Linked DNA regions of Monodelphis domestica: region 1 is linked to region 2. Evidence: chromatin contacts called from public Hi-C data. All regions are on one chromosome and are shown on one strand. Each heading gives the region's core, a stretch centred on a gene start, on an enhancer-like site or on the middle of the called end of the contact. The rest is flanking DNA. Distances are from core to core; before and after follow the strand shown.

The links. Hi-C and Micro-C count contacts between places; a contact is called where the count stands out from the background.
Region 1: a contact with region 2 is called in a Hi-C map of spleen and liver, with 7 times the contacts expected there. The contact joins the enhancer-like site here to the promoter of RUFY4 in region 2. A contact is called at or near these places in 2 of 2 Hi-C or Micro-C datasets (limb and spleen and liver).

The regions. Positions count from the first base shown.
Region 1 is chr8:71,609,766-71,613,249 of mMonDom1.pri, reverse strand. It overlaps TNS1 (tensin 1), which reads right to left. Exons shown (of 34, transcript XM_056808035.1): 2 at 1-38. LOC130455901 (a long non-coding RNA gene) reads left to right here. Exons shown (of 5, transcript XR_008914161.1): 5 at 1-367. Among named protein-coding and RNA genes, the nearest start is that of TNS1, 75 kb to the right of the region's middle. Within about 2 kb of position 2,134, at least 1 of the 2 cell types and tissues checked has open chromatin away from gene starts, as enhancers often do.
Region 2 is chr8:71,529,707-71,533,520 of mMonDom1.pri, reverse strand. It overlaps RUFY4 (RUN and FYVE domain containing 4), which reads left to right and starts at 1,702. Exons shown (of 12, transcript XM_056806813.1): 1 at 1,702-1,799.

The sequences.
Region 1 (3,484 bases), core at 885-3,384, 79 kb before region 2:
TTGAAGGTGTGGGTGGTGGGTGCCTCCAGGTCTTCAGGCTGTGGAAAAATAAGGGGCAGAGTTCTTAAGTCCAGGGGGCTGGGGGAGGCAGAGGAGGCACTGGGGAGCTCTCCCTGACCCATTCTTTGTTTTGGAACCAGACCTGATCTCAGACCCAGTGGAGCAGAAAGTCATAGGCCAGTGAAGAGTGTGGAATTCCTTCCCATCCAAGGGCCTGGGTTTGAATGCTGCCTCCTCAAACTGTGTGACCTGAGGCCAGGCACTTAATCTTTCTCAACCTGATTCTCCTCCCTAATAAAAATGAGGGGGCTGCACGCTAAATCCCTTCAACCTGTGACTGACTTGGCAGGCTTTAGAAGAAGAACAAGGCATGTTGTTTTGTTTGGTTTGGTTTGTTTTACTTGACTTTAAGGGGGAACAGGGTGTTCCCTTATCCTCTGTCTTGGAATCAATACTAAGTATCTATTCCACTGGGCCACCAGTGTGCCTTTTTTTACTTTCAGAAAGGATTTGTAATAAACACCATCACTAATAAACCCTGTTCTAGGGGCAGCTGGGTGCCTTGACAGCCAGACCTGGAGAGGGGAAGTCCTGAGTTCAAAAATGACCTCAGATGCTTCTTCCTAACTGGGTGAACCTGGGCAAGTCATTTAACCCCCTTTGCCAAGCCCTTAACGCTCTTCTGCCTTGGAACTGGTGTACAATATTGATTCTAAAGTGGTAAGGATTTTAATAATAATAATAATGGTTGATTTAAAAAATGAAGCTACAACTTATGTTTCTCTAGCACTCTGAGGCTTATAAAAACTTAGTGAGGAAGGTAGCACCAGCATAATAATAATAATAATATTTATATTTATATATTGCCTCATATGTTCAAGGCACTCTGCTAAGCATCTTACAAATACTATCTTACTTGAACCTCACAACAACCCTGGGAGATAGCTGCTTTTATTATCCTCATTTTACAGATGAGGAAACTGAGGCAGACTGAGGTTAGTTACGTCTTCTACCCAGGGTCACACAGCTAGTAAGTGTCTGAGGCTCAAGATCTCATTCCAGGTCCAGTGTTCAGATAAGGAGACCAAGGTGCAGAAAGCATAAGTGCCCCCATACATGATTGTACAGTGACAGCCAGGATTCAAATCCAGGTCTCTTGACCCCAAGTCAAGTGTTTGTGAAGACCTTTGTTGTTGTGTTTCCCTTTTGAAGCAAGAGAAAGGGGAACTCACCACTTAAAGAGGACTTAGCTATCCCCACACAAACATGGCATTGATGACAGCAAAAGTTTTCATCAGAAATAAAAATGATTGATTCTGCTTACATCCTTTTGGTAGGGTTCGAGTTTAGCAGGACCTCAGAGATCATTTAATCCAATAGGCCCCTTTATTATACAAAGGAGAGTCCCAGAAAATCACACAGTAGCTGGGCCAGAATTCCAGTCCCTCTTTCTATCAAAGGTCCCCATCTAAAAAGCCCCTTCCCTCAGGAGTCCAAAGAGATAGAGATCTCTCCTGTGCTGAGATCCCTGAGGGTCAAAATTTCCACAATTTCAGTTTGGGAAGCAATATGATAGAGGGGGAAAGAACTATGGACTTGAGGGCACAGTACTGGATTCAAATTCCACTTCTGACACTCACCATTTGTGTGACCTTAACCAAGTCACAAGCTCATCTTTAAAATGAGAGGCTAAGATAGCCCTGAAGGTCCTTTCTAACTCTACCTAGGAGGCCCTTTTCTACAGGTCCCTTCCTTTTCCTTCCTCTGCCCATTCTGGTCATTTCCCAGACACATCAGCAGGGGCCAGCACAGTCCACTATCCCAACATTCCTGGAGTATAGCTCAGAGCTAAAGCTCCTTTCCAAGCCCCACCACCCTTCCCCTCTGAGACTTTCCCAGCTGCTTCTAAGTCCTTTTTTTTTTTTTCTAGAGAGGTTCCATATCCTCTTTAAGTTTGCAGAAATCTACCCAGTTCCTCCCAGTGGGTCATCTCCCGTTGAAGGGGAAACCCCAACATGGGTGGAGGAAGGAAAGCTTCTCGTGACTTTTGGGGAAGGGATGGAGTCCGGCGCAGGCTCATAAATCCAGAATGTCCTCAGGATTCATCTCCCAAGACAGTCTGGCCCAGGGCCAGGGTAAAATTGACTGAGTCACAGAGATGGGTAGACACATAGAGAGGGAGGAGGGAGAAGGTGGGGAGAAGACAGAGCCAGGAAAGGAAGAAAAACAAGAGAGAGAGAGAGAGAGAGAGAGAGAGAGAACACAACAACAACAACAACAACAAAGAGAAGCAGAGGGAAACTCAACCAAAAACAGAGTCAAAAGTAGAGGAATAAGAGGCCAAGAAAAAGGAAGAGATCCGGTTCAATATTGCTGAAGAAGAATAACACTTGAGCACTTTCAATATGTGTCTCTACTCACATAGACACAAACCCCTCAAAAATTTGGGGTAGACAGTCTACAAGGATTACAATAATTATAATAATAATAATAATGAAGAAGAATATTCATAAAAACATCAATAAAAGCCAAAATAGCATTTATATAGTGTTGTATGGTTTGCAGAGGGCTTAGCAAGTATCTCATTTGATCCTCCCAACCACCCTGGGAAGCAGGTATTTTTACTGTCCCCATTTTACAGATGAGAAAAAAAAAATTCATCCCCCTCTATATAACAGCATCTAATTAAAGTGGTGTTATAAGGTTTTCAAAGTGGCTTAAATCTGATATCTCACTGGAGCCTAACAACAACCCTATGAGGTCAATGCTATTATTGTCCTCATTTTGCAGGTGAGGAAACTGAGGCTGAAAGAAGTTACATAGATAGGGCTTGTAGAGATATGGACATTTCTGCCAAATTTGAACTCAACTCTTCCTCAGTTAGGAGGTGAAGTAAATAGAGGACCAACCTTGAGTCAGAAGACCTGGGTTCAAATCCAGCCTCAGACACTATATGACCCTGACCAAGTCATTTAACCCTCTTTGCCTTATTTTCCTCATCTGAAAAACAAAACTAGAGAAGGAAATGCCAAACCACTCCAGTACCTCTGCCAAGAAAACACCAAATGGGGTCATGAAGAGTCGGATACAACTGTAAATAACTAAACAACTTCCTGACCACAGTCAGGTAATGGAGGCGATCCCAGTACCACCTAAAGGGTTGTTGTGCCTGACCGCTCCAAACTTAGCTAGGCTGGTCTTCATACCCTCCATCACTGCACCTATAACTATCCTCTAGCTATCCCAAAATTAATTCAAACTAGTCTCTGATATCTCTGTTGCACATTTTTGTTTCTAAAGCCCTGGGCACACATTATTATAACTGGTCCTCACAACAGCTCTGGGAGGCAAACCGCACAGAGCCGGAGGCTCCAGATCAACCTAAGCCAGGCTTCATCAGCAGGGCTTGGAATGGGGTGGGTAGGTGGATGGGGCTGGGGACCAGGAACTAGGGACCTTGTGACTTCATTTCTTCCTCTGAAGT
Region 2 (3,814 bases), core at 453-2,952:
GACCTTTTCTCTTTAAGAGAGAAATTAAGTCAGTCTTTAATCACTCACCACAAGATCTTTCCAAGCAAAACTCTAGTGTTCAGAGACCCAGCAGCCTCCTCTGACTCCTGACCTCCAATTCAGCTTCCAAGGCTGAATTAACTCGAACTCCCCTGAACTGGTTCAGACAGCTCCTTTTAAAGAGAAATTTCTCTTGTGTCACCTCCCCTAAATCTTCATGTCTATCAATTACAGTAGACGCTTTTCCTAGGACAGCCCATTCTTAGTTTTTAGGTCTCACCTTCTCTGGGTAGATTATATCTTCTGAGTAAGTTCACACCTCTTTGCCCCTTGCAAGTTGCCTGACCTTTTAGTGATTAATTTGACCTTCATAGGTACTTAGCACCCTTTTGTATTAGGTCTAAAAATAGACCTAGTTTAAGGTTTTGGCCTCACTATAAGTATGAGTTAAGTACTTTTTCATTGTTTATTAAGGAGTTTTACAACTTTATCTTCCCCTAAAGTATGCCTAAGTATGGGTGGAGTAATTTTAAGTTCCCAATACATTCCTGATGAAGTACCTCCATTGTTTAAAATAAGGAATAACCTTAACCAAATGTTCTAAGGTAGAGTCTGAGAAAATTTAAGATTCACAGGTGTAAGGTGAAATATCAGGATTGTTTTGATTTGCATTTTTATTATTATTAGTGACTTAGTTCTTTGTTTATATCCTCTGATCATTTATCTATCAGAGAATTATTTATATATATAAAGGGAGAGAGAGAGAGAGAGAGAGAGAGAGAGAGAGAGAGAGAGAGAGAAAGAGAGAGAGAGCAGGGAGAGATCCTTCCAAAGTTCATTACTACTCCCTTAGCTTCAGAAGGTTTTCATTCATTAATTCATAAATTACAATGATATGTTTGACTTTTAAAGCCCTTTATAGCCTGGTCCTTTCCTCTCTTTCCTACATTTTTCCACCTTACTCTCCTGCTCATATTCTACAATACAGTGGTATGGTTCCCCTTACTATTTCCCTGATACTCCATTTCCTAAATCTATGTATTTTCACTGGCTGTCTTCTCTCATGCCTAAATACTCTTCCTCATTTCCACATCTGAATTCCCTGACTTTTCTGACTTCCTTCAAATGTGAACTAAAAACCTACCTTCTATAAGAAGCCTTTCTTTATCCCCCTTAGCACCATGCTTTTCTTCTGTTGGTTTTCTCCAAATTCTCTATCTTGTTTGTATGTAGTCTTTCCTGTGATCTAGTGCTTAGTAGAGTGCCTATCACATAATGGGTGCCGTTTAACCTGACTTGACTTACAAATAGAAAGGATCCTTCTAGATTATCTAATTCAGTGCCCTCATTTTTATGATGAGAAAACAGAGGCAGAGAGAAATAAAGGAACCAAGATTACTCAAGTCTGTAAGAAGCAGACCTAGTTTCATATCCAGATCCTCTGATCAAATATTCTTTCCACCATAATGTATTGGCTCTTTCTACTTTCCACAATCCTTTTACTCTCCTAAACCCAGAAATCCAAATTCCCTCAAATCTATTTCTCCCATCACTATCACTCAGTGTCCCTCTGCTTCCCTTTTCTTGTCTTTGGTCTTCTGATTCCTTCCCACCTTCCACTATTCCCTACTCCTTCTTTCACAAGGCTCTGGAGTTCCCCTCACCCTCTTAGAGGCCCTGGGTGATACTAGACATGAGTCACTGTCTGAACAACAGGTTTCAGAGAAGGCTACAAGGACTAGACAGACACAAAAACATTCCAGTTCTTGTGCCACAGTGACCACTCCAGTCCTTCTTGGGTGAGTAGCCAACGGCCATTCCTTGAGGAGTACGGGAGGGGGTTTAGTGAGTGAGAGATTTTTCATGATTTTCAGGATCTAACAGTTTCTTTCCAATACTACCCAACTCCAATTACCTATAGGGTCTCCTCTCCCATTTGTGCCTTGATTTCCCCAGTGATATTTCATATTCCCTAATAATATCCCTACCAACCCCTACAATTTGGTTGGGACCTCAGAAGCCAGTAAGTCCAACTAGTACTTGAATCAATCAATTGATAAACATTTATTCAGGGCCTGCTACATGCCAGCACTGGGAAATGGAGATACAAAGACAAAAATGAAACAGCCCCTGACCTCAAGGAGCTTACATTCTCTCAGGAAAGTCAATTTATAACTGAGCAAAACTTTCCTCTGCAACATCCCTACAGAGAGTCCATGTAGCTCTTTCTTTTTAAAAATTAATTATTATATTTGTTTGTTACATTAAAATACCCCCAGTTAATTCCCTCCTTCCCACACCACCTCCATTAGAGGAAGTCTTATTTGATAAATATATATATATATATATGTGTATATATAAAACTATGTCGTATTTCTATTTATCAGTTCTTTCCCTGGAGGTGAATATACACAAGTCATTTTTCAAACAATATTTCTTTTACTGTATGTAATGTTCTCTTGGTTCTGCTTGTTTCATTCTTCATCATTTCATGTAGATCTTTCCGTGTTTATTTTAAATTTATCTGCTTGTCACTTCTCTTGGATTAGTAATATTCCAACACAATTGCATGCCACAACTTGTTTAGCCATTCCAAGCTCTTTCTTGAAGACCTCCAGTGAAAGAAATCTAGACCCTCCCAAGGAAGCTCACGTGACTTTGGGGTATATGTATATTTTTTTAACTTATATATTATATATATTATATATTTTAATTTATTTTAAAGCATTTTTCCATGGTTACATGATTCATATTCTTTCTGTTCCCTTTTCCCTCCTCCTCACAGAGCCAACAAGCAATTCTACTGGATTATATATGTATTATCACTCAATATATATGCATATTTAAAGCCTTTACCATCCTTCTTAGAATCAATATTGTGTATTGGATCCTAGGCAGAAGAGTGGCAAGAGCTAGGCAATGGGGGTTAAGTGACTTGCCCAGGGTCACACAACTGGGAAGTGTCTGAGGTCAGTCCTGTCTCTAGGCCTGACTCTCTATCTATTGAGCCACCTAGTTGCCCCCAAGGGTGTCTATATTTGTTAGGAAGTATTCTTCCACTGATTTCAGGTCAACTTCTCTGCAATTTCCAATTACCCCTATTAATTCTGCCCTCTGAGACCAAGTGAAATAAAACTAATCTCTTCTCCATATAACAGCTCTTCTAATACTTGAAGATAATTATCATGTCCCAACTAAGTCTTATCCTCTTTAGTCTGAATATCCCTGATTCCTTCAAGCAATCATCTCATGACAAAGACTGGAGTTCCTGTTGCCTTCTTCTGAGCAATCTCTATCCTTGCTAACCTGATTAAAGTTAAGCCTCTTTAATTGTACTACCCATACCTGGTCATGGACTCCTTGTGTGTCTGTGTCTACAATTTTTTGGCCCCCTAAAGCTCTCCTTAGATCCTAAGGAGTCAGAGGACCTTCCAGGATAGGGAAGGAAATAAGCATTTGTGTAGTACCTATTTATGTGCTAAGTGCCTTTTAAAATTCTTATCTCATTTCATCCTCATATCAACTCTGCAAGATAGGCACTATTACTCCCAGTTTTACAGATGAGGGGAATGGAGGATAGGGGCAGACTGGACTTCCACTGTGAATCTCTGGCAGAATTGATGAAGGAAGCCAGTACTCTTGGCTCTTGTCTAGTCCCTTTCCCATTTCTCCATTTCCCAGGGGTGCTCTCTCCCTTCACTCATTTCCTTGAAAGCAATCAGACTTTCCACTCAGCTGAGGATCAGGAAGGAGTGAGTGTGTGTCTCAAGGATGACTATTCTTAGGAGGCTGACTTCTCAGAAGGGCAAGGGAA